5 separate regions of the Mus musculus genome follow, and regions 1, 2, 3 and 5 are each linked to region 4. Evidence: chromatin contacts called from public Hi-C, HiChIP or PLAC-seq and promoter capture Hi-C data. All regions are on one chromosome and are shown on one strand. Each heading gives the region's core, a stretch centred on a gene start, on an enhancer-like site or on the middle of the called end of the contact. The rest is flanking DNA. Distances are from core to core; before and after follow the strand shown.

Region 1 (4,486 bases), core at 786-3,285, 310 kb after region 4:
TCATATCAGCCTGTTCATCAGCCTCACGGAAGGTGTGACAAGCCGGGAGAGCAGGGAACCTAAGTGGAGGGAGAAGAGATCTGGGCTGCTGGTGGGACACAGAGTCACGCTAAACATGAGGCAAGAACACAGTAGCCCCGGAGGCATCACACAGCCACAGATGGTTCTGCTGGCTCTGTAGAGCAGGCAGCCTGCAAGGGTGGGGTGGGGTGGGTGTGGGGGGCAGTCTGGGTATCCAGCAGGTGAGTGACAGGCCAGGTCTCCCTGCACTTCTGCTCCAGTTAACTACCTGTATTATGCTAAAACGACACAAAGGACAATAATTAAGCCCAGATCTCTGTGGATCATTCGCTGTGATAATTCCACCTTTGTAATTCAGCTGCAGATAAACCCCTTTTGTTCTGCCTTATAACACAGATTCTAGTATCATTCAAGTATATTAACTGTAGCCTATTACTGTCACAAAAAATGCTCCCTGAGCCATAGCAAAAGACTCCCCAGACAAAACTTTATGTCATGTTAATCCAAGCTTTAATAACTATGAGGATATATAACTGTATTCTAATTGTGCTCTGCGTTCCTGCATACAAAAACAGAAGATATCAAAAATGACAGCCACAGATTTCTTCAAATAAAAAAAGCATTAATTCCCCACTCTGGGTGCTGGGATGCAGGGGTGACAGGATCCAAGTTTACACGAGGGAGAAGACAGAGGTGGCTTTCTGGAGATAGGGAGACCTTGAGGCTAGCGTGGGGCAGAGAAACCGAGGTTACCAAAGCTGAAGGCTAAACTGTGTAAGACAGGGAAGCTGGCGGGGAGACTTGGGTGGGGAAGACCATGAGAGCAATGATGACAGTCACAGTAGGGCAAAGAGTCAAGTAGACACTGCAGTGAGGAGAGTTTACGATGCTAATTTAGTATGTCATTCCTGCATGCCATCTGAAGAGAGACCATCAGACCCAACCCGTGTGTGCATCCAGTAAGGAACATCCTCTACGCTCTCTCCAGACTCACCCCGACCATGTGATGTACGAACCGTGACCGACTGCAACCCTGAGATGTTCTACCTGACGGACCATGCAACTCTCCTCTTCTGTACCTGGCTCCATTTCGGTCCCTTTAACTGGCTCTCATTCCTTCCTAGTGGGCCACCATTTCCGTTTTTATTTGATCAGCTGTTTATTGAATGTCTCCCTCCACTAGAATTTACCTCTCTTAAAAGACCAGCAGTGGTTTCTATTCAACTCACTCATTTCTCCCTGGTGCCTCAGCAGAGAACCTGGCATACAGCAAGGGCTAAGGGGTTGTTAAATGACAAAATGGCACTGTCACAATCTGGCTGTGTGGCTGAGGACAAGTTTCTTTACCTCACCGAGCTTCAGTCTCCTCACTGAGGAGGCAAACACCCATTCTCCAGTGTGGAGAGGAAACAACCTGAAAGAACAGATGGCGAAGGGCACGGAAGGGGCTGGTACAGGAGCAGTGCTCAAAGAGGCTGACAGGTAGAAGAGAACAAAAATGCCCATCAGGGCTGATGCTTGCTGCCCATCAGGAATAGGGCAGAGCAATCACTGCTCAGACCAAAGATGGGACGTGTCTCATCACCCAGACATTTCCATCTAGAACCTCCATCCCTCTCTACTCCTGGTCCACAGTCTCTCCCTGGTGCCAGGAAGACATCAAACCACTAGGCACTGTGTGGGGTATGCTCCTCCACAGACTTGTGCATGCGAGTCCAGGCTCACCAACTTCATTTAGAGAATATTATAAACCTCTGGCCTTAGAGTTGCCTTCTCTATAAAAGCAGGACATTGGATATTAACAAGTGCCTCTTACAGCAGGAGGCTCACACTATAGCAAAAAGGAATATACTCTGACAAGAACTATTCCCTTCTGTTATGAGGGCACTATGAACCTTCATTTCCTCATCTATGAAGGGTATTACCATAACCCTCAGTGCCTTATTGCAAAGGGTGGTCATGAAGACGAAAGTGCTGGTGAATTCAGGCTTGCTGCCCATCAGGGAGTGACTAGAGGTATATATTCCCAGGGGCCAAGAGCACTCTGGCAGACTCATGGGCCTGGGCCCAAGTGTAAGCTCCCGGGCTCATGCAAACAGCCCATTTTCTTTAAAAGACCAATTTTAAAAGAGATGAAAACTTTTGTAACTCCACGGGCTTCACTTTAATGCCACCTGCAAAGGGCGTGAAAACACTCCCAAGGGTGAAACAGTTTGGACAGCTGAAGAGGTTTCAGAAATGACAACGGGCAGATGAGAAAACCACATTCCTTCCTGCCAGAGCTTCAGTCAGTTCCAGACTGTGGCCTCAGATCCTGAATAACTGTTCTGGTTGCAAGGACTCAGAGGACAAGGAAACAGGAGTCTTGACATGTTCTGCTGGCACCCATCTGCCCAGTCCTGCACTGGCCAAGCTCCGTCCATTGGCAAATGCTCCTCCTCACTGGGCTCGCCACGTCCGCCTCTTTATTGATATTTTCATTGCACTTACTAGCAGAGGGTAAAGGAATCAGGGTGGCAAGTGAGGGCAGAGGAGTCATTCATTCATAGTTTCCTTTTTGTTTCCTACACACCAACCACATGACCAGATCATATTAACTCTATAACCATACACGAGACAAACAGAAGGCCCTAGAATAATGCAGTCATTCCTGCACCTTCCTCACAGGTGCAAATGGCCACCCCACCCTCAAATCCTAAAACTTTTTGCAGGCAGAGGAGGAGAGGAAGACAGTAATTTATCAGGACTCCAAAGTACCAGATGGTACTTCAAGCCCTCTGGTTGGCACTTAGAATTTGGGGGCATAGCTGGGACAAGAATCAGAACTTGAAATCTGGGATGGGGGGCATAGCTAGGACGAGTCTGGCACTTAGAATTTGGGGGGGGGGACAAGAGCTAAAACAAGAGTCTGGGCTTTTCTGGAGTTCTCCTGAAACCAAAAGAGGGGCTTCACTTCTCCACCCTTCTGTCCTAGCTATCGCATTAGAATTGAGTTTTGCTCCCTAAACTGGAAAACTGATGAGAAGTAGAAGGTGAACAAAAAATATCCAAAACAGAGATGAAGAACCCAGCGGATTCCCCCATCCACGGATGGGGCTGAGATACATACAGTATACACTCAGGGCATCACTCAGCTGCTGCAAGCTTTGTAACACCTCTCCGAACGATTTCCCTTCGTGCCTGTCCAACACTGGTATCCAAACCCTTAGGTATCTGTTTGAGGATCCTGAGTATTGATCAGGTCAAGTACTATAAGGTTCTCACTTCTTGATTTCTTGACCTTAAAGGGCCCAGGAGGGGTCACCCTAAACCACAACGCCATCATGAAGATGACCATGGGGAGGGATAACACGGATTAATTTATACCACGGTGCCTTCCACTTGCCCATCACCTCCAGAGCGCATGCAGAATTTCTCTGACATTCTTCACTAGCTTTCCATGGGGATTAGAGGCCCTGACGATGGGATGGAGCCTCGCTCTACTGAGAAATGCTGGGGAGAATTACAAATGAAGGATTTAAGCAACTCCGAACATTATATATCAGAACAACTATCTTTTCTCATCTGTGTTATTGTGAGCAAACCTGGGGGACGGGGAGGCGGGGAGGGGAGGGGAGGAGACGGGGAGGGAGGAAAAACCTTTCATCACAACTGATTCAGGTGGTATCAAGAGCAAATTACAATACTAATACAGCACTCCAGGAGAGAAAAGTTTTAAAAGAGAAAATTGGTGACTTTCAGAGCATGGTTCTTCTTTGTCCAGCACCGAGGCTCATCACAGAGAGAGGGGAAGGGGGCAAGGCTGTCAGGCCAGAGACGCTGAACAGGGACAAAGAGGGAACTGGTGCCATATGTCACCAGAGGCATAGCAAAAGCAACCACTGCTCTGATGCTGGCTTGCCGTCTGCTGTGGCCTTTAGTGGCTCACAAGTTGGAAGGGAGAACTGGCAGCTGTTGGTGTCTGCTTCCGTACATATACATCTCCATAATAGCATGGACCCCAAACCAGTGCTATCTGACTCTTGTTCCTCCCAAGGTACACCCCCTCACCCCTGAAGGATACTGAGACCCTCTGGCTACTAGAGTCTGCATTAAGACTTGTCACATCAACATTTCAGTGTGCTCTAGGATCAGCCACAAACCCTGGTCCCTAGGCTGACTGTTTCTGTGGTCCAAGTGTTTTCCTAGCTGCTTGATGCCACCTTAGCTGCACTGGAAGCTCCCAGTGATGCAGGGCTACTGACGTGCTGTACTGTGGCTATGGAGAGACCACATCCTAGGACCTCATGGTACCAGAGAATTAACTCTCCTACATGAAACTTTGTCTAAACATGCACTCTAATGAGCCTAAACCAGCTCTCAGAATAGAAAAAGAAAACAGAAGAGGGGGATTAAGGGCCCTACATGGGAGGAGCATAGATCAGAAGACTCCTCTAAGGTCCCAGAATTCCTTCAGCCTAGTGCG
Region 2 (4,612 bases), core at 10-2,509, 350 kb before region 4:
CAGGCAACAATTGCTTATTCGGATGAATAAGTAGCAACCGTCAAATACTAATTGTCAATATTGATATTGCCAAACTGCCGGAATTAAACTTATACCATCTTTCCTTGGATGTGCCAGTGAACCATGACTTCTGAATGTCACTCTGGTGGTTTTTCAGGGGCTGGCTCGGAGTCTTAACTGGTTAATAATCCAGAACCAACATGCCCCAGGGAAAACACCCTTTCCTTCCTTTCTGCTGGCTTCCTTGTTTTTTATTTCTCTGGCTCAGTGCATACCAACAAAACTACTAATATACCTGCCCCACAGGTTTTTTTTCTTCCAGGAATGTTTTCTTTCTTTTTTTCTTTTTCTTTCTTTCTCTTCTTCTTCTTCTTCTTCTTCTTCTTCTTCTTCTTCTTCTTCTTCTTCTTCTTCTTCTTCTTCTTCTTCTTCTTCTTCTTCTCCTCCTCCTCCTCCTCCTCCTCCTCCTCCTCCTCCTCCTCCTCCTCCTCCTCCTCCTCCTCCTCCTCCTTCTTCTTTCTCTTTTCTTTTCCTGTCTTTTCTTTTCTTTTTCCTGAGACAGGGTTTCTCTGTATAGCCCTGGCTGTCCTGGAACTCACTCTGTAGACCAGGCTGGCCTCGAACTCAGCAATCTGCCTGCCTCTGCCTCTCAAGTGCTGGGATTAAAGGCGTGCGCTACCACTGCCCGGCTGTTTTTTAATTTTTGTTTGCATGTCCTTTTAGTCATATCCACCAACTGTTTAGGCCTGAGTTTTCTCTCCTTAAATTTTTTTAAATTTATTTTATGCATAATGGTGAACATGTTTGTGCAACACATGTGTACTGTAAGGCGGCAAGGTGTCTGACCCTTTGGAACTGGAGTAGAGACAGGTGTGAGTGGCCATCTGGGCCTGCTAGTTCCTCTGAAAGTCCAGTCACTAACCTCTTAACCACTAAGCCATTTCTCCACGCCCCCTAGGCCGAAGTTTTCAAATGTTCAGTGGAAGGCAGTGTTTGATCAGAAAGTAAGGACTCAGGTCACCTGGTTCTGGCCACCATCACCATTTTTGCACCTAAACAAAGTAGCTGATGGCGGTTTTCTCTTTTGTGCAGTGCACCAACTTTCACCTTGGGTGGAGGTGAGCTTTACTCACACAGGACAGCTGAGGGTCCCGCTGCCAGGCTAGGGACTGGCTCCCGCAGACGTGGAGAGCTGCGCGCGCAGCGCCTCCCTTGCCTAAGAAGCCAGCGTCTCCGTTGCCAGGGGAACGAGGCACCACGCTTTCCGGCGCGGTCGCAGCGCGAAGCAGCTGTCATGGCGGAAGCGGTCTGGAGCACTGACACCGGCGAGGCCGTGTATCGCTCCCGGGACCCCGTGCGCAACCTGCGCCTCCGGTAGTCACTCGACCCCAGTTTCAGGGCCCCCTAACTTTATGCTCCGAGGCCCCCTAACTTTATTCCACCCTAAGCTTTTAGATGCTCAGAGGCCCCTACTTCCGCTTACAATCCCAACTACTTCCTCTGCCATCTCTGCGCGCGTCTTGTTATCAGGATCTTTTTCCACTGAAAGCTTCCAAGTACACCTTTCAGATTCACCCTGCCCAAGTCCCTTCAAGTTCTCGCCACTTTCAAACCCCTCGGGTCCCTGTGCTGATTTATCCAGCAGACGCCCCTACCCACCTCTTCTTTGCAGCAGCCTTGACTTCTCTGCCTCTGTGATTTCTTTCCCCGATTCATGCTCTGTATATCTCCTTGCTGTGTGTCTCTGACACGCGTATTTGGGGCTTCTCTTCTCTTGACAGAGTTCATCTGCAAAGAATCACATCAAGCAACTTCCTTCATTACCAGCCTGCTGCCCAGATGGGGAAGGACCTCATAGACTTGGCCACTTTTAGGCCTCCGCAAGCTGCTAGTGGGTGTTTGTGATGACGCTACATTCATTTGAGACTAAGGCAGGGGTGCGGGGCAGTAGAGGTACAGAGGAGGAACGGAAGGCTCAGAGAGGTTGAGTTTATTGCCCAGTGTCACCTAGCCGAGGAATATAGAAGCATTTGAATGAACCTGGGCAATCATCTTTTTAATTTTTTATTATTTATTTATTTTTTTACATTGTAATTTACTTTTGTGTGTGTGTGCACGCCCATGCCACAGTGCGAGAGTGAAGTTCAGGGGATAACTTTTGCGAACCAGTTCAGTTATCTCTTCACCAGATGAATCCTGGGGCTTGAGCCATCTTACCCGAGTTGTGACTTGGGGGATGGGGAAAGGACTTCTAAGAGAAATATGTTCCAAACTCCAAATGTATGTATAAATACACTTAAAAAACAATTTTAAAACAGGAGTTTGCACGAAAATATGATTTTTTCCTCTTGCCTTGAAAGCCAAAAGAAAGGACAGGACCGTCGTGTTTGGCCAATAATTTTTCATGCTTTTGTCATTGTTCTTTCTACTCAGAAATATTCTTAGGCAAAAAGGGTAGCCTGGCAGATCACAAATCATGCATCTTGTGTTTCTGGATGATTCGGTGGTGGTTTCAGAAAAACATCAGGGTCCTTATCTAGCAAATTCAGCCAGGATTGAGGAAGGGCTGGCCCTTCAGCCTCTAGCTAAACTCTAGTGCCTTATACGGGACTAGAGAATGTTTCTTGGAAGGCAGAGCTACCTTTTATTCAAATTAGAGTAATGATTAGGACACCTCAGGCCCTAATCTTGCTTCTAGTATTAACCAAAGTATGTCCACCACCTGCATTCTATGTTTAGAGTGAGCGCTTAGTGAGTCACTAAATTCCAGTGGGGTTTGCGGTCAATGTGAGTAGGGACTTTGAAGGCAGACCTGGTGGTATACACGTGTAATGTCAGCGTTTTTCTGCCGAGGCAGGAGGATCTGGAATGTGAGGTCAGACCGGGCTGCAGAATGAGACACTTCCAAACAACAATAGCAAAAAATTTTAAAACCCAAATGAGACAAGAATAGGAACACTGGTTGTAATCAACCAGAGAGGAAGAAATGTTGCTGGTCTGACTCACTCTGTTGTGTTTGGAGGTGGACACCGCCCTGACGAAGAAGAGGAGGAAGAGGTTGTAATTGGATGGCAGGAAAAGCTCTTTAGCCAGGTGAGCCAGCATTTCTTGTCTTCAGTCTACCTCCACCTACCTGACTCCCACCGGGCCAGTGACTCATACCGTCAAACTCATCTCCAGGAAAGGTTGTGGTGGCTTATACTTATGTTTATGTTATGTTTATGTGGCTATTGTAATATAACGGCTGCCATGTTCAGTTTAGCGTTCTAGGTAAGGCACTCCCCATCTCCGGGCTCTATAACATCTCTAGCAACAAGGTTGGATTAGAACATCAGCTTGGATCCTTTTAACTCGAATATTCTTAGATTTTTTTCCCCCTGCCCTTCATTTTTTGAACAAAGTGACAGTCGGTTTTCAAAACGTGTCAGCTAGCGCTAGAAGTGATTTGGTTCAGTAGCTGCAGGAACCGAAGTTTGAGGTAGTCCCAGCTGATCTGTTTCTTTGTGGTGACCTCAGTTTGAAGTCGACCTGTACCAAAATGAATCCGCGTGCCAGAGCCCACTGGATCATCAGTACCGCCAAGAGATCTTGAAACTGGAGAATTCTGGCGGCAGGAAAAACCGGCGAATCTTCACTTACACTGACTCGGATAGATACACCGACTTGGAAGAGGTATCATTCCTTCTGGGCCCTCATTGCTTTCTTGTTTGTCTCCCCTGGTTTTCTAGCCTCGCTGGCTCTAGGTTGTAAGTGGAAAGCCCAGTAAATGGGGCGATATAGAACATAGATGGTTCTAGAAGCTGCTGGAAGCTGCTGGCAGCCAGGCTGCAGTGGGCAGATGCAGGTGATGTCCTTCTGCCTGTCAGAGGGCCCATGGGACCTGATAGCATAGGAATTGATGACATAGATGGGCAGGGTCTAGAACAATCCATTTACAATTCAGTCAAAGTCAGGAGTTTATAGGCAAGAAGAGGAACATGATTAGGCTGTGGGGATACCTGTGTCTTAGCCTGTGTCCCTGAGCCCTTGTGGGCTTGTTTTACATTCTCTTCCATTACTCTATGTCTTCTCAGGAAGAGATAATATATTCCTTGAAGGCGGGACTGTATTTTCTGATTTTTGTATCTATGAGCTCTGCTGGGAGCCGGTGTTAGTGGGTGCTTTGGACTGCTTTCTTCAGGAAAGCTATGAGACAGCAGCATATACATTTGAGACTGTTTTGGAAAAGCATATAAAAATACAGTTCATTCTAGCTCACCCAAGTGAGAACTTTCTCAAGAAAACTGGTGTCCTGTTTGGCACTTTTGACCACCAAGTGAGCATCAACATTTACCAGACAAACTTACCCAACATGTGTTCAGAGAAGGCAGGTTGATGTTACTGTTAGCATAAACAACTTGTCTCTAGACCCCTAAGGAAACCCAAGACACAGTAGGAGTCTTCCTTGGACTGCGCCATCTCTCCCCTCCCCCAGCACGGGTAACTGTGAGGTTCTACCTGTTGGGTTTGCACCCTGGAGGAGAGGTCAAAAGGAAGGTTTCCCTTCAGGTGTTTCTCCCCAATAGCTCTGACCACATGCCAGTCTCAGCTCTGCCTTCTTTCCCCAGTACTG
Region 3 (4,710 bases), core at 1,742-4,241, 490 kb after region 4:
AGGGTGTGCTCAGTATGAAGATTAAAAGCTACTTCAAAGTTAGCTCCTTAAACGCCAAAAACCAACGGAGGCTACCGCTTGGTAGTCCCATGGGTCTACATGAAATTATTCTGTCTACATAGTAGGATCTGGAGAAGGCACTGAATAAGAGGAGAAAGGGCTTGCACAGAAGGTCCCCCTGAGCCACATGACCCTTCACTGACCCACAGCAGAAAGGGAGGGGCATCACACAGGCCCCTCCTCCCACCCCATCCATGCAGGATGAGAAAATATTGATCTCCCAGACAAAGAGCCTGCAGATTTTTTTTTAAAGAAATAAACCCCTTCACAGTCCCAAACACCTGTTCAAGAACTCAGCTCTACACGACAGAAAGCACTCGAGGGGCCTCTGCTAAGGGGCAAGCAATGAGAAAAGAAAACATTTCTAAAAATACAGAGGCTTGCTGGGAAAAAAACAGGGTTCCGGGGCCACAGAAGTTCGTAGAAAAAGTTCAGGAACTGTTCCTGTAACTGGGCTTAAACATCTCGTTCTAGACCACAGAATTCAAAGCAGCTACACGCAAAAGCTTCCCAGACATAACTGGGAGTTCCCCGGGCTCCTGTCCACTGATAATGCACACAAGCCTTCCCCTGGTCTCTCCTTCCCACCCGATTACTCATTTCCCCGGACTCCCTGAAAAGACACCCCTCTTCCCTCCCTCCCTCCCTCTCTGCCTCCCCCACCCTTTTTTCTCTCCCTTGCCCACCCTCCTCTCTGTACCAGGAGAAGCAGAAATGATGATTTAATGTGAAAATACAGTTGTGCAAACCCATCCTAAACTGCTATATTCTGCCCAACTGCATTGCATGATTGCTGGCTTGGTCTGGATTTTGCCATATTGCTCTCTCCGCCCTACTCAGCTGAGAGACAGGGCAAAGGAGAAACACTTTCTTATCGGGAACATCGGTAACCCTGAGTGCTCCCTGCAAAAGACAATCTTGGGACTCTGCTAGTTCACCTGGGAAATGAAATGGGGAGAGGGCGCAGCTCCAGCCCCTCAAACTCCCTCTTCCCAAACTCAACCTTACTGCTTCATGTTTATCTCAAACAGGAAGGCACTTTCTCCAAAAGCTGGAGAGAAATACTTAGGAGAAAGGAAAGATTAAATAAGCCCTAAAGGACACCAGACTTACTAGTTTTAACAGCAATACATTGTTACCAACTTGCCCTCCCAGGGTAATAAAGGAGAGCTTTGCATAGCAGATGACTGAAGGCAAATATTAAACGTCTGATCAACTTTAACTTCTCTCTATACCAACAGCAGGCTGGACCTGACCAAGTTCAGGTTGACAGCCAGTCCCCTGAGAGCCAGCACACCCAGTGGGAAAGATGACATCACTGAGCCCCAAGTTCTTATCTCCATGGTGATGGGGGGGGGGAACTATAGTAGACAGAAAAAACAATTCTGGTAAATGAAAAAACTTTCTTTGCATTATCTCTTACAATATTTTCAAATTCTGTTACTAGGGTTATGTGTAGATGGAGGTCAGAGAATGACTTTCTGGAATCGGCTCTCCGTCCACCTACATGTGGGTCCTGGAGTGGTGGGTGGCAAGTGCTTTTACCCACTGAGCCATCTTACCCTCTCCTCTTACAATGAAATGCTTTTTTAATAATGCAATGCTTTTTAATTTAAAAAATTACATTATGGTGTTTGGTGTGTGGTAACCGTCAAATCTCGCCTCTCTCCTCTCCTACTTTATCATAGCCACTTAAAGACAAGAAACTTTCCAGATCTCAAAACAGTCTGTGACTGCACAGCTGCAGGGAACGAAGTTGTCAAGAGGAAAAAAAAGGGCACGTACACACCTCAAAAATACATACATAGAACACCCAGGTTTATTTTTTGTTTGGAGTGAGAGACGACATATCAGTTCAAGTGGATTTCTGGGCCAGCAGCTGTACTGCACACGTCATAGGGGGGTGGGAAGAACGCAGGCCTTACCCTCAAGGACAGCTGAACTGAGGGCTTCCTCCAAAACCCTGCAACCCAGCGTCACCAGGACAACCAGGCAGGGTTGAGGGCACAGCCTGGGCAACTCCGATGACTGGATGACTCGTGTGGTACACGAGGGAAATGCAACAGAGGAAAAAGGAACCTGTATGGAGTCACTGCTCGACTAGAGGACTGGGCCCCTTTTCAGCATGAAGAAAAGAAAAGAAAAGAAGAGGGGAGGGGAGGGGAGGGGAGGGGAGGGGAGGGGAGGGGAGGGGAGGGGAGGGGAGGGGAGGGGAGGGGAGGGGAGGGGAGGGGAGGGGAGAGGAGAGGAGGGGAGGGGAGAGGAGGGGAGGGGAGGGAAGGAGGGGAGAGGAGAGGAGAGGAGAGGAGAGGAGAGGAGAGGAGAGGAGAGGAGAGGAGAGGAGAGGGAGAAAGAAAGAGAGAAAGAGAAAGAGAGAGAGAGAGAGAGAGAGAGAGAGAGAAAGAAAGAGAAAGAGAAAGAGAAAGAGAAAGAGAAAGAGAAAGAGAAAGAGAAAGAGAAAGAGAAAGAGAAAGAGAGAGAAAGAGAAAGAGAAAGAGAAAGAGAAAGAGAAAGAGAAAGAGAAAGAGAAAGAGAGAGAGAGATATCTTGGGCCATGCTGATCCGGGAACTCGAAGCAAGATGCTTCCCTGTAGAAAGCCTGGTCCTCTAACACACTTCGTTCCCCCTCAAGTGGCTATTTTTCTTGGTACTGAGTACCTTTAATTTTTATTCTCTTTTATTTTTACAAATACAGAGCCTGCAACAGTTCCTAACTGAAGGACCGCTAGCTGGGATGGAAACACAGGCCAGCTGAGACTGCACGGTAATGCTCCCTGCTTAGGCCACCGTTCCAAACTCGCATCTCTGGGATAGAAGGCCAGCCCAGCTGGGACAGGAGGAGAGTGCCACTAACTCTTCCACCAGGAGTCTGAAACAATCCGGGCCTAGATCCTTACAGACACACTACCAAGGGCCGCCTCAGAAAGGGCGCCGCCTCCTTGGCTCTTTTGACAACCTTCACGGGGCAGGCCCTCCCGCCCAAGCTCACTAACTTAGCTTGCTCAGGAGCAGAGTGCTTCTCTCTGTGGGGGCCTGCCTTCTCTGCCTGTGTTTTTCTATTTCTGCTTCAGGGGATCTGGAAGAGTCTCTCCTTTACCCCTTCCCTCCCTTCCTTCCTTTCCTTTGTATCTATTTGCGCATGCTCTTTAAGTGGCTTCAGGCTTGGCATTCATCTTAAACACACCTATAACGGATCAGGGACTTGAAACCTGTTTCTGGTTATGACGGACAACTCAAGCCCCCCCCCCCCACCCAAAGTGGGAGGCAGGGGAGTGGGGAGGAAAAGTTACAGACTTTTTAAAGGGTCTGTGACATAAACCCATTTCTGGGTACTACCCATAAAGGAAGCACTTCAGCCCCAGGGGCTGACAATCCAGACTGAACCCGGGTGGCCTCAGCTTATAAAAGTCCCAGCCACTCACTTGGGAAAGTTCACCGGAGGGGATTCCATCACTGCTGGAGAGGGCTTTCTACAAGCTTTGGTGAGTGTGAAAGGGAAGAGGAGAGGGAGGACGAAAGACCCTCCTCCCCCTCCTCCCGAAAAGCAAGCCCCACACAGTGCACACAGCTGCAGGAAGATTAAAAACATTTTATTGTTTAATGAGTAACAGAGGGTTGCTGGACATGGGCAATTTAAAAATCAAATGCCACTCCCGACACAGCCATTTGCAGTTAAAGGTGAAATGTGGTCCTTTTAAAGCAGAATTGTCCCCACCAGGAGGAGGACTGTGCACTGAGGGACCCAAATGCCCACCTAATTATTAAAGCTGTCAGCTGGCCACCCCAAGTAAGTCCCTTCCGTGGACAAAGTTCCCTGGAAGGAAAAGTCTCACCCCCACCCGGAGCGTAAGGAAGCTCCTGAGAGGAGTTGAGTAATGTCATCCAAGTAAAACAGTCAATTATAAAACATTCCAATAGATTCTCTAAGAACATCTACCTACGTGACAGAGATTTACACAAACCTGAAAGGCACGCGGCAATATTTCCCCTCTACCTCCTCCCTACACTTCCATCACAGGAGAGGGGGAGGAAGCAGGGAGCCGAGGAGACGCTGTCACACAAAATCAATTGTGAGACCCAGTTACTTATCCGACATCCCACAGTCCTGAGAGACAAGCTGGACGCACACAAGCACACCGGCATGAGCACACACGCACGCACACACTTCTTTATTGCCTCGGCAAGAATTATGGCTCAAGAGGCCGGCACTAATTTTAGTATCAGATTTATTATACAGCAGGGGGCAGGAATTCATCAGAACTGTCCCGTCTCCATATACCTTCCGGACTGCTCCTTGCAGTAAAAAAAAAAAAAAAAAAAAAAAAAAAGAGAAACATCCTGGTTTACTAATGTTGCCCACTCCTGCTGCTATAGACCACCAGCCTGCTTTCTGAGATGGTTCAAAGCCCTTCCTGGATGTTCCTGAGGGCTCGCTATGACGAAAGCACACGTCCCACTTTTTGGTTAAAATATATGTCTGACAGCCCAAGCAAAGACCAGGAAGCCCAAGGTGGTAAAACAAGGGTATCTCCTGGTGATCAGGAACTGCACCTGAGAGTCAACTCTTCCCCTCTCCTTGCTTTGATCTCAAGGGAAATACAGAAGCAAGGAGGTCAGCGAGGGGGCAAACTTTAAATGCTAATGCCCTGT
Region 4 (5,110 bases), core at 160-2,659:
TTTTGAGATAGGGTCTTTCTCTACACAGCCTTGGCTTCTGAAACTCACCATGTAGGTCAGGCTGGCCTTAACTTACAGATATTCAATATCTGCCTGCCTCTGCATCTCAAGTGCTGGGATCAAAGGCGTGTGCTAACATCCTCTACTACTTTTCATTCGATGAAATATTTGTTGTTGCTCTTCTGTTTTTTGTTTTTTTATTTTTCTTAGACAGCATCTCACTGTGTAGCCCTGGCTGTCCTGCAACTTGATCTGTACATCACCAGACTGGCCTCAAACTCAGAGATCGTCCGCCTCTGTCTCCTGAGTTCTGGGATTAAAGGTATGACCCACCACCTCCTGATCATATGATGAATTTTAATTAATTTCATGTGTATCAGTATTTTGCACGAACGTAAGCCTGTACACCACATACATGCCTGGTACCTGCAGTGTTCAGAAGAGAACATCAAATCTCCAGGGACTAGAGTGACAGGTGGTTATGTCACCCTGTGTGTGCTAGAACTCGAATCTGGGTCCTCTGGAAGAGCAGTCAGTGCTCTTAACTGATGAACTCTTTCTCCAGCCCGATGTTTTGTTTTTGTTGTTGTTGTTGTTTTTTTTTAAATCTTGTCACTACGATCAACCATGATGTTCTTCGCACAAATACCCTGATGAAATTTCTAAGGGGTGCTTCTCCAACGGATATTCCTCCAAACCCATACTTTGAACAGTTGAACAATGACAGACTACGTTCCCCCAGATTTTTATTTTCTTCCTCCGAATGCATTCATTCTGGGCTTTTACTTCTTAAAACTCCAGCGCTAGCGGGCGGGCGAGGGACGCCTCCAGCGGAGGAACTACTACTTACAGGCAGCTTTCCACTGAGCCTGAAAACAGACTGCTCTGCTGAGCCCCGCTTAAGGCGCAAAAGGCCGAGGAAGGAGGCCTGGAGGCTCGTGTCACTTGGAAAAGTTACTTCGCCCCTATTTGGGTCTCAGTTTCTGAGTAGTGTGAGTGGCTAAGATTAGGCTTAGTCGAGCCTGGTGTCCTCAAATGTCATATTGGCTAGCTGTTCCTGACTGTAGGATGTGCTGCATCCCGGCGAGCTCCACACTATTCCCTCCACCCTGCCAGAGAGGAGGAAGCTTTGCAAAGTTAGAGAGAAGAAAGCAGGCGCCACACTCCACCTTTCCCCAGGACCGGTCGTTTGCTACTCTTGCGCAGCTTTGGCGCGCTCCCGCTCTTTTGGCTCGGGAATCGATTATTCGTATCTGACCACCCCACCCCACCCCCACCCACCCGGACGCAGGACCTGAGGGCTCCTGCTCAGCCCATCGTTTGCTTCTGCCTGGTTCCGCCGTCCGGATGACGTCGAGGCGGGACTGTCATCCTCGGCTCGGCCAGCCGCTTGTTCCCCCTTGGCTTGCTTGCTGCCGCTTCCGCTTCCGGTAACAGCCCGAGGCTTTCTAGCCCAAGTGGCCATGGCGGGGAGCCGGCTGGAGACGGTGGGGAGCGTGTTCTCCCGGTGCGTGCTCCGAGTTGGGCGAGGGCAGAGTTCCTAGCGGGTCACGACCCTCCTGGCATATCCTTAGGGGATGCGGTTGCGGGTGTCCGAGCCAGGTGATGCCCTTGGCACGGAATCGGTGTGGTTTGTCTCTGTCCCCTTGGATTTCTGTCCTGTCAGATTGTGCTCGCCACCCCATTTCGGTGGAGACCTTCTACAGTAAAGAAGCTGAAGGGCCTGACTGGACAGGTCTTGCTTTTTCACTATGGAACGGTGGGTGGGACCCGTGCAAGAAGATGGAAGCTGTGTGTCGTGGCTCGCGCGCGTAGTCTCGGCACTTAGGAGGCGAGGCAGGAGGATTGCCACAAGACCGGGGCCAACCTGGCTTCGTAGCAAGGCTACTGGTGGACTTCTGTCAAAACAAAAAGCCTGCGTGGACACGCTGTAATCCTAGCTCTAGGGAAGTGCAGGGAGGCACTAAATTCAAGGTCATCCTTGGCCACACTCTTTAGTTTAAGTCTAGCCTAGGCTACATGAGAGCTAACCAACTGGACTTAACACTGTGGCCATGCTAGGTTGCTGTGTGTATTGGCCGTGCCTCCTTTAGGCGGGAGGCCCATTTCAGCTCACCCCTACCAGGCTGCTCTTTCCTTCGTTTAAGTTGATTCAGAGACTTTACAACCCTGTGGTAACCGACTGACCTTGGTTCTGTTCCCTTTCTAAGGACGAGGGATCTGATGCGGGCCGGGGTGTTGAAAGAGAAGCCACTGTGGTATGACATATATAAGGCCTTTCCACCCCTGAGAGAGCCTGTCTTCCGAAGGCCCCGCTTGCGATACGGCAAAGCCAAAGCTGACATCCAGGACATCTTTTACCAGGAGGATCAGATTCGAGCGTAAGTGTCTATCCCCTATAGTGAGCAGGGTGCCGCAGACCTTCAGAGAGGAAGGCTCATGTAGAAGTCTGCCAACCAGACCACCAGAAGAGGATATCAGATCGCATTACAGATGGTTGTGAGCCACCATGTGATTGCTGGGAATTGAACTCAGGATCTCTGGAAGAGCAGTCAGTGCTCTTAACCACTGAGCCATCTCTCCAGCCCAGAAACAGAAGTTCTAAGAAGTGGAATCTGGAGACTAAACTGACAAAGTTGCAGATAAAGTGTTTGTTAACTGGCCTCTGTTCTGTATGAGGTACTTGATCAGCCCTTGACAAACATCAGCTCATAGACTTTATTACTCTAACCCTGTCCGCGAAGGCAGGTATCATTGCCTCTGTGTTATTCAAGAGAACTATCAGGTTCAAGGAGGTTAACCACCATGGCCACCCCAGAGGGCGGTGGATCTGAGAATCACGTCTGGCTCCACACTTAAGCTGCTGCTATCACAGTAGCTTCTTTGGAAGCGGAAATAGGTGGAATATGGTCTGAGGATTTAATGTCTAACAGTTATTGAAGCCGCCCTGGAAAGGATGCTCAGAAGTTGAAAGCACTTACAGTAACCATGACTAGAAATCTGAAGGAAAGTGCTTTCTTTCTTTCTTTCTTTTTAAAAGATTTACTTATTATTATATATAAGTACACTGTAGCTGTCTCAGACACACAAGAAAGGAGCGTCAGGTCTCATTACAGATAGTTGTGAGCCACCATGTGGTTTCTGGGATTTGAACTCAGGACCTTCAGAAGAGCAATCAGTGCTCTTAACCGCTGAGCCATCTCTCCAGCCCTGCGTACTTTATTTCTTTAGCATCTATTTTTTTCCTTTTGTTCCTCTTGGGACAAGGTCATGATCTTCATGCCTCTGCCTCTGGAATCCTGGTGTTACAGGCTTGTATCGCCATGCCTGGCATATTAATGCACATTTATTGTAGAAAATTGAGAAGCAAGGGAAAGAATAAAGAGGAAAGAGCCAGGGCACCTACAGCCCTCTTCTGAGGTAGTGCCTTGAAGGTAGCTCCTGGGACCTAGCTGTTACTTTGAAAACATTGGCCCCGTAATCTTGTTTAACATTGTAAGACAAAATACTAGCATATTAGAGTTGTAAAGGTGAAGGAAGTGCTTTTTTTTTTTTGGTTTTGTTTGTTTGTTTTTCGAGACAGGGTTTCTCTGTGTAGCCTTGACTGTCTCCTGGAACTCACTCTGTAGACCAGGCTGACTTCGAACTCAGAAATCCACCTGCCTCTGCCTCCAGAGTGCTGGGATTAAAGGCGTGCGCCACCAAAGGAAGTGCTTTTTTTTTTTTTAAAGTATTTTGCTATCTTTAAAATTTATTTTTAATAACTTGTCTTTGTGTTGGTGCGTGTGAGTGCAGGCGCCCTCTGGAGGCTAGAGGTCTTGCAGTTTCTTTCCTTTCTTTTTTTTCTTTCCTTTTTTTTTCTTTCTTTCTTTCTTTCTTTTTTTTGGTTTTTCGAGACAGGGTTTCTCTGTATAGCCCTGGCTGTCCTGGAACTCACTCTGTAGACCAGGCTGGCCTCGAACTCAGAAATCCGCCTGCCTCTGCCTCCCAAGTGCTGGGATTAAAGGTGTGCACCACCACTGCCTGGTAAACTATGTGTTCTTTAATTTGCTTTCCACTTTTCTAAATAAAGTTGGAAAATGGGCTTTTTTTTTTTTAAAGATTATATAGCCCAGTTGTTTTTCTTTTTACTAGTAAAGAAGAGTTTAGATGTCACACTCTCAGTAGACATGCTAGCTCACATGTGCGATCCCAGCACCTAGCAGGTGAAGCAGGTGGATCAGGAGCTTGAGGACAGCCTGGGTTACATAGCATAACTCAGTTTCATACCACCAAGGGCCGTATTTCAGGGGTATAGTGCTGAGCTAGCATGTGTGAGGCCTTAGGCTCTTTGTCTCTCTGTCACCCTACCCTAAAACAAGCAAAACCCAAACCTACCAGGGACCATGTGCTGTCCCGCTCATTGCTAATCTCGGTGTCTAGCCCAGTTCATGGCCTTTGGGTTGTTCATAACCCTCTGCTCATGAAAACATCAGTGGCTTAATGACTAGATGCATCCATTGGGCTAGCTGAAGACACTGAACAGCGAGGATGGAGAGTCAAGATTGAACTAGCTTTTTTTTAAATTTAATTTAATTTAAAAAATTTTTTCCCTCCACTTCTTTTGATTGAACTAGGTTTTTTGGTGTTGTGCTTTTTGAGACATTTGTGCAACTTCTTATTTTGGTTTCCATAGTGTTTGGATTACAGACATGAGCTATCTTCCGTAGTGTGAGGGTTACAGTGCAGCCCTTTCCTAAGATAGTAGAACAAGTATGTTTTGCTCCTCAAGACTTTCCAAACATTTCTGCTCCAGGTTGACGCATGTACGTGGTCACTCATGCATTGCTTCTTTGTGCTTTGCTATGCCTGTAGTTGAACTTAGTTTTGCATACATACCAGGCAAGCACTCAGCCACCTTGCCACCTCAGACCTTTTTGGTGGTTTTGTTTTGAGACTCATTATGATTCCTGGGTGGGACTTGCTTTGTAGATCATGCTGGCTTTGAATCTGGAGATAGCTCACACTTCTGAGAGTGCTGTCTTCTTGCTCTGTTCTTCCTTGGGAGAGAAGAGAAAGGAGCATCCTTCTGTCTTTCCCTAGGACCCCCAGTGCTGTTTGCTTTAAGGGC
Region 5 (4,971 bases), core at 1,997-4,496, 390 kb after region 4:
TTACTGCAAAGGGAGATAATTCCAATAGGGTGTTATATGTGCGATGGGAGGTTAGGGGAAAGAACACTTTAAGAACACACGAAGGGGGAAGTTAGCTCTAATACTATTGGCCCAAAGATACTAGTGATCACCAAAGCTAAAAGTCCAAATATGTCTTAAACCAAGCACATGAGAAGGCAGGAAGTGGGTCCCTCAGCAGGTTCAGGCCGAGAATTCAAATCAACTCTCTTGCTATTATATGTTTGTTCTGGAAAAGAGTTCCAAGTCCCCTAGGTAGAAAATATGAACTATTTGCACCTCCAAAAGCCTAGGCTGCTCTCCCCCGTGTCCTCTCACCCTGGGGAACTCTATGATAGAGAAAGCTCAGGATGGTTTGAATGCTAGCTCGTTATGGGATCCAGTTCATCATCCCCATCACGTGTATAGAAAAATCAAGCCCCAGCAAAAAGAATCATCTTCAACTCAAAGGCAAGGTGTGCACTATGGAGGACTCCTTCAAAAGGGCACAGACAGACTCCCATCCATTAGCCCAAGTGATAAAGGAGAATGTAGTGCTTACTGAGTCCAAAGTCAAGGATGGAATACTCCACCGAGAGTCCATGGCAGAGTTCCCTCTGCATTTGAGAATTTGACTCAGGCTTTATACTAACAACACGTGAATGGAAGACATGGGACAATCCCAAGACCACCACTTAGGCCTCCAGGCCCATTCCCCAAGGTGTTCCTCCAAGGAACACCCATACCCCATTGCAATTTTGTTGGGGTATGGGTGGGTGGTAGGGGTTTAAGACAATGTCTCACTATGTAACCTTGGCTGGCCTGGAACTCACTTATGTAGATCTGGCTGACTCTAGAGATCTATCTGCCTCTGCCTCATGTGTGCTGGGATTAGAGGTACCCATCACTACCATTCCCAGCTCCCTGGAATTTTTCCACCTTTCATTATGTTCACCACACCAAAATATTACTTGTCATCGCCACCACCATCAATATTTCTAGGGTCTGGGCAGAAAACAGACTGGTGGTCAAAACAGGTCCCTCCAAAATTCACGTCTACCCAGGGCCTCAGAGCTTGACTTTACTTAGAAAGAAGGTATCTCCAATTGTCACCATAAAGCTCCTGCCGTGCTAGAATCTTGGACGTGAGTGGGCTTTCTCAGGGCAGTGACTGCTACCCTGAATATGAAGGGGAAACGGGAAACATGTAGCTGTATGAAGAAGGGGAAAGGGAAGAGTCATGCCAGCGGGTACCAGAAGCCTGGAGAGACGCCGCTGGGATGCCACCCAAAGATCAGACTTCTTTTCTTTTTTGTGATTTTTTATTTTTATTTAATATGTATTGGTGTTTTGCCTGCATGTATGTCAGGGTGAGGTTGCCAGGTTCCCCTGGAGCCAGAGTTACAAACAGGTGTGAGCTGCCACGTGGATGCTAGATTTGAACTTGGGTCCTCTGATATAACAGCCAAAGCCCTTAATGGATGAGCTATTTTTCCTACACCAAAGATCAAACTTCTATACTGTGAGAGAATGCATTTCTGTTGTTTAAACTACCTATATAGTCTGTACACACACACACACACACACACACACACACACACACACACACACACACACCTACCTGTATGCCCTATAACAAAGGTCTACTCAGGAAAGGTCTGGGGTACTCCTTCCTCATGCTCATATTTTCTGGGTAATAACAGACCCAGAATCTGCCTGGACGCTTTCCACCAATACTCCCATTTGTGTGACCATCTAAAGGAAAGCAGGGTGCCATCTCCAAAGGAAAACGGGGTAAACCCACAGACAGCATCTATCAAAGGTGCCCGATGGCAGGGTGGTACAGGAAGGGCAGAACCAAGGACGATAAGGAAGGCGACCCAGGCTCTGAGTAGGGAGGTCAGATCCTGGAGAAGGCACATGAGAAAGAAGGGCCAGCGTCTGCAACTGGGAAGACTGCTACCACACACGAGAAAGGTTCTTGTGCTCAAAGGAAAGCCTTTGGGGGGGGGGCTTTTCCAAGCATAGAGCTCTCTGTGGGCCTGGTCTGGTCTCTGCCCTTCCCACAAGGTACCTTAGAAGGGCCTCATGCTGTTCAACAACAGGTCTCAGCCTCTCTTTCCAGCTCAGGACACTGGGCACGCAGTGCCAATGTGGAGTCAGAGCCCCTCCCCCTCCGTTCACAGAAGTCTCTGGCCCTTCATTTGTGATGTTGACTAATTTTTCCCCCTGAGGGTACCGTAAGAAACAAGTCTGACTCCTGGCCCTTCTAATTTTAAAACTTAAGATGCAAAAATGACAAGGTAGTTTCTGCTGATTCTGCTATCTTACGGAACAGGCTAGCTACCTTCCCAGTAACTCCAATCTTAGGACCATACTCAAGAGTCTAGAGCACCCTTCCAGCCAAAAACTTTCACACACGTATTGGTGGAGGCCACAAAGCAAAGGCCCAAATGTTGGCCAATGGACGAGTGAACAAAAGGACAGCATGGCATTTGGCAGGAAGAAGAACAGAGCAGTGACAGGGGAGGCCCACAAGAGCCCTGAATCCTCATACTAAGTAAAGGACAGTCGTTGTCACAGACCACAAACGTGAGACTGCATGCATGAGCGTCTGTAACGGGGATCTTGAGAGGGACATAAGGCAGACTGGGGAAAGGGAAGTCAGAAAAGCCAGTGGTGGCAAAAGAGAGTTCAGGATTTCACTCTGAAAATTCTGTGACGTTGATTGTGGAGGTAGGTGGTGGGTAGGCACATTTTTCTGTGAATATACTTTAAACTGCTGAGTTGTTAACAGGTTAGAATCAACCCAAGCACCCAAGGAAGTGCTCTGCGTGCTCCCCAACCACCCAAGGAAGTGCTCTCTCTGTGCTCCCTTCTGTTTTGTCCTCATTTAGTGCCTCAAGTCACACCCACAGTTCCGCACCCAGAGGGGAAAGTCTAAGTAACAATATTTTATGTTGCCTATTTCAGAAGTTAATTTAACTTCAGGGGGAACTAATTACAAAAACAACCACCAACGTTTCTGTGCTCTCTCTCCCTTCCTGTCTAGAAAGACCTGCCAGAAAGCGCTAGGGTTCAAGCTACAGTTTGGCATTCTGTCTAAATAGCTTTAAAATTGGAAGGGGGGAAAAATAGCCTTCATCTATATGGGGTTGGGATATAATTTACACACAATTATACAACACGGTCAGGTTACAACATTACCTCTGATTAAAACAACAGTAGCTCAGTAACAAGAGGAAGCGACCTCATAACGCAGTGACGGGATGCTTTCCTGGGCTGTCGCCACCCCACCCTCACTCCCAGAAACCCTCTGCAAGGCTCCCTCCCAGACTCAATTTAAAAAATACTACTTCCTCTTACCCCCGGGGGAAAGCGGCAGCTGCAGGGGTGACCTGTCCACAGATCATATCAGAGAGTAATATCCTAGACAGTGGCATTGAATCAGACTGGGCTGCGGGCCGTAACAGAAAAGGCAGGGAGATGAGTATTGCTTTGAAGAAGCACAGGAAATTAAAGAGCGTGATCCACACATCAACCGATGCTGAGCGAGGAGGCTGGCTGCTCCTCATCCCTACCACAGGCATCCAAGCTGCTTAGTACCCACAGACAGCTGCTCCATCCTCGGGAACTCCCCCGCCCCCATACTCCCAACACTGTTCCATGAGTCGGACTCACTGGGATGAAAGCACCTGAACTTCCTCCTGTGTTCCAACAATGACCAATACATTTCTGTAATTAAAACCCATCGTCTTTGGAACTGTGCCTTTAGACTACATCAGACAAGGGCTACACCCTTTACTGTGGTGAGCCAGTGAGGAAGCTGCAAGAGGCCCCTCCTGAGAGACCCGGCCAGGCAGCCAAAGGCAGTTCTTCATAAGCCACTGGGAAGAGTGGGAGAAAAGAAGTCAGACAAGATGGCAGACTGCTATAAACCCCTCCTAGAACCTGAGCTCATGGATCCCTCTGTGCCCATCCAAAGAGAAATCCTTCTAACTATATCCAGCGTGGTAGCATAGACCTAGAGTGATTTTGCAACCGTAAGAACAAGTTTAAACTATCATAGGTCAGTCTACCCATGCCTGCCTTTCTAGCACACCTCTGTATAGTATATAACAAGAATGAATGAAGTTCCCTAATAACTCTGAAGTTCACTTTCCCTTCTATCAAATGGGTGTAAGACCCTAGCCTAAAAAATATAAGTGGAGACTACCTGCTATTGTGAAATTACAACTGAGCATGCACACACATGGGGGAGGGGCAGAGAAAGAAATTGATTGATGATTAACTGCCTTTTTTTTTGCTTCCTCTAACAATAAAGTTAAGAGAAAATCCACCTCCTGACTGAGCCTGCATATATAAACAGCCTCCCTGAGATCTAGCTCCCCCATCGCCTCTTTGCTCTGATCTCTCGGTGTCTATCTTGGTGTTCAACCTGGATAATGTCGGAAGCTCTCCTTGCTGAAATCTAGACCATACGCAGGTATCAGGATGTACTAATAACACCGTAAGCTCAAAGAATCCCTTTCTCTCTCCCAAACACTATGTAGATACCACCAGGGTGGTAGATGGTTTCCCACATGGAAATTAAGTTTCAAACCGCCTCACAATCCAAAGTGCATGCCTGCTCTTTGGCCCAGCTCTGTGGTGGGTCTCCTCGTCCTCCACAGCGACCTTCAAGAAACACCAACAATGGGCTGAGAAGCTGTGCCGGAAAAATTCACATCACTCCCACTGCAAGAATTACAGACTCTCAGATACACAACTACAACAAGCCTTGCTTCAGTAGATGCCACTGGGCCTGGGAAAGACAGCCCAAGTGAGGAATTCCAGACCCTTCCCTCTGGTAATCTGGGAGTTATCTATAAGAACAACAACCTGGCCTGGTCCTCTGGAGACAGAATAAAAACTTTGCTGCTTGGCAGGTTCTAAAAACCCCTGCACCCCATCCCCCAAGCCCTCCAGTTGATT

What was found. Promoter capture Hi-C pulls out the DNA fragments that hold promoters and counts their contacts. Hi-C and Micro-C count contacts between places; a contact is called where the count stands out from the background. HiChIP or PLAC-seq counts read pairs in DNA pulled down with a chosen protein or histone mark.
Region 1: a contact with region 4 is called in an H3K4me3 HiChIP or PLAC-seq map of the 230-238 cell line, with 4 times the contacts expected there. The contact joins the enhancer-like site here to the promoter of Mrps23 in region 4. A contact is called at or near these places in 2 of 115 datasets of contacts at active chromatin or transcription factors (the 230-238 cell line and large pre-B cells) and 1 of 9 other capture datasets (pancreatic islet).
Region 2: a contact with region 4 is called in a Hi-C map of embryonic stem cells, with 5 times the contacts expected there. The contact joins the promoter of Mks1 here to the promoter of Mrps23 in region 4. A contact is called at or near these places in 3 of 39 promoter capture datasets (liver and neural stem cells), 6 of 484 Hi-C or Micro-C datasets (CD4 T cells, CD8 T cells, ECoMG myeloid progenitors and 2 more), 2 of 115 datasets of contacts at active chromatin or transcription factors (embryonic stem cells and large pre-B cells) and 2 of 9 other capture datasets (embryonic stem cells and pancreatic islet).
Region 3: a contact with region 4 is called in a promoter capture Hi-C map of cranial neural crest. The contact joins the enhancer-like site here to the promoter of Mrps23 in region 4. A contact is called at or near these places in 4 of 39 promoter capture datasets (cranial neural crest, embryonic stem cells, maxillary cranial neural crest and 1 more), 3 of 115 datasets of contacts at active chromatin or transcription factors (embryonic basal ganglia, embryonic forebrain and embryonic midbrain) and 1 of 9 other capture datasets (embryonic stem cells).
Region 5: a contact with region 4 is called in an H3K27ac HiChIP or PLAC-seq map of large pre-B cells, with 2.8 times the contacts expected there. The contact joins the enhancer-like site here to the promoter of Mrps23 in region 4. A contact is called at or near these places in 1 of 39 promoter capture datasets (hippocampal neurons) and 3 of 115 datasets of contacts at active chromatin or transcription factors (astrocytes, differentiating embryonic stem cells and large pre-B cells).

Annotation. Positions count from the first base shown.
Region 1 is chr11:88,508,221-88,512,706 of GRCm38.p6, forward strand. All of the region lies in intron 6 of Msi2 (musashi RNA-binding protein 2), which reads right to left. Among named protein-coding and RNA genes, the nearest start is that of 0610039H22Rik, 110 kb to the right of the region's middle. Within about 2 kb of position 2,036, at least 16 of the 459 cell types and tissues checked have an H3K27ac peak or open chromatin away from gene starts, as enhancers often do. A contact at or near this core is called in the 230-238 cell line, where this site is marked.
Region 2 is chr11:87,851,956-87,856,567 of GRCm38.p6, forward strand. It overlaps Mks1 (MKS transition zone complex subunit 1), which reads left to right and starts at 1,260. Exons shown (of 18, transcript NM_001039684.3): 1 at 1,260-1,374; 2 at 1,782-1,891; 3 at 3,023-3,093; 4 at 3,517-3,672; 5 at 4,608-4,612. The coding sequence starts at 1,295.
Region 3 is chr11:88,690,575-88,695,284 of GRCm38.p6, forward strand. All of the region lies in intron 5 of Msi2 (musashi RNA-binding protein 2), which reads right to left. Among named protein-coding and RNA genes, the nearest start is that of Msi2, 25 kb to the right of the region's middle. Within about 2 kb of position 2,992, at least 71 of the 459 cell types and tissues checked have an H3K27ac peak or open chromatin away from gene starts, as enhancers often do. A contact at or near this core is called in neural stem cells, where this site is marked.
Region 4 is chr11:88,202,979-88,208,088 of GRCm38.p6, forward strand. It overlaps Mrps23 (mitochondrial ribosomal protein S23), which reads left to right and starts at 1,410. Exons shown (of 5, transcript NM_024174.6): 1 at 1,410-1,507; 2 at 2,211-2,381. The coding sequence starts at 1,464.
Region 5 is chr11:88,596,120-88,601,090 of GRCm38.p6, forward strand. The region is part of intron 5 of Msi2 (musashi RNA-binding protein 2); the gene reads right to left. Among named protein-coding and RNA genes, the nearest start is that of 0610039H22Rik, 21 kb to the right of the region's middle. Within about 2 kb of position 3,247, at least 134 of the 459 cell types and tissues checked have an H3K27ac peak or open chromatin away from gene starts, as enhancers often do.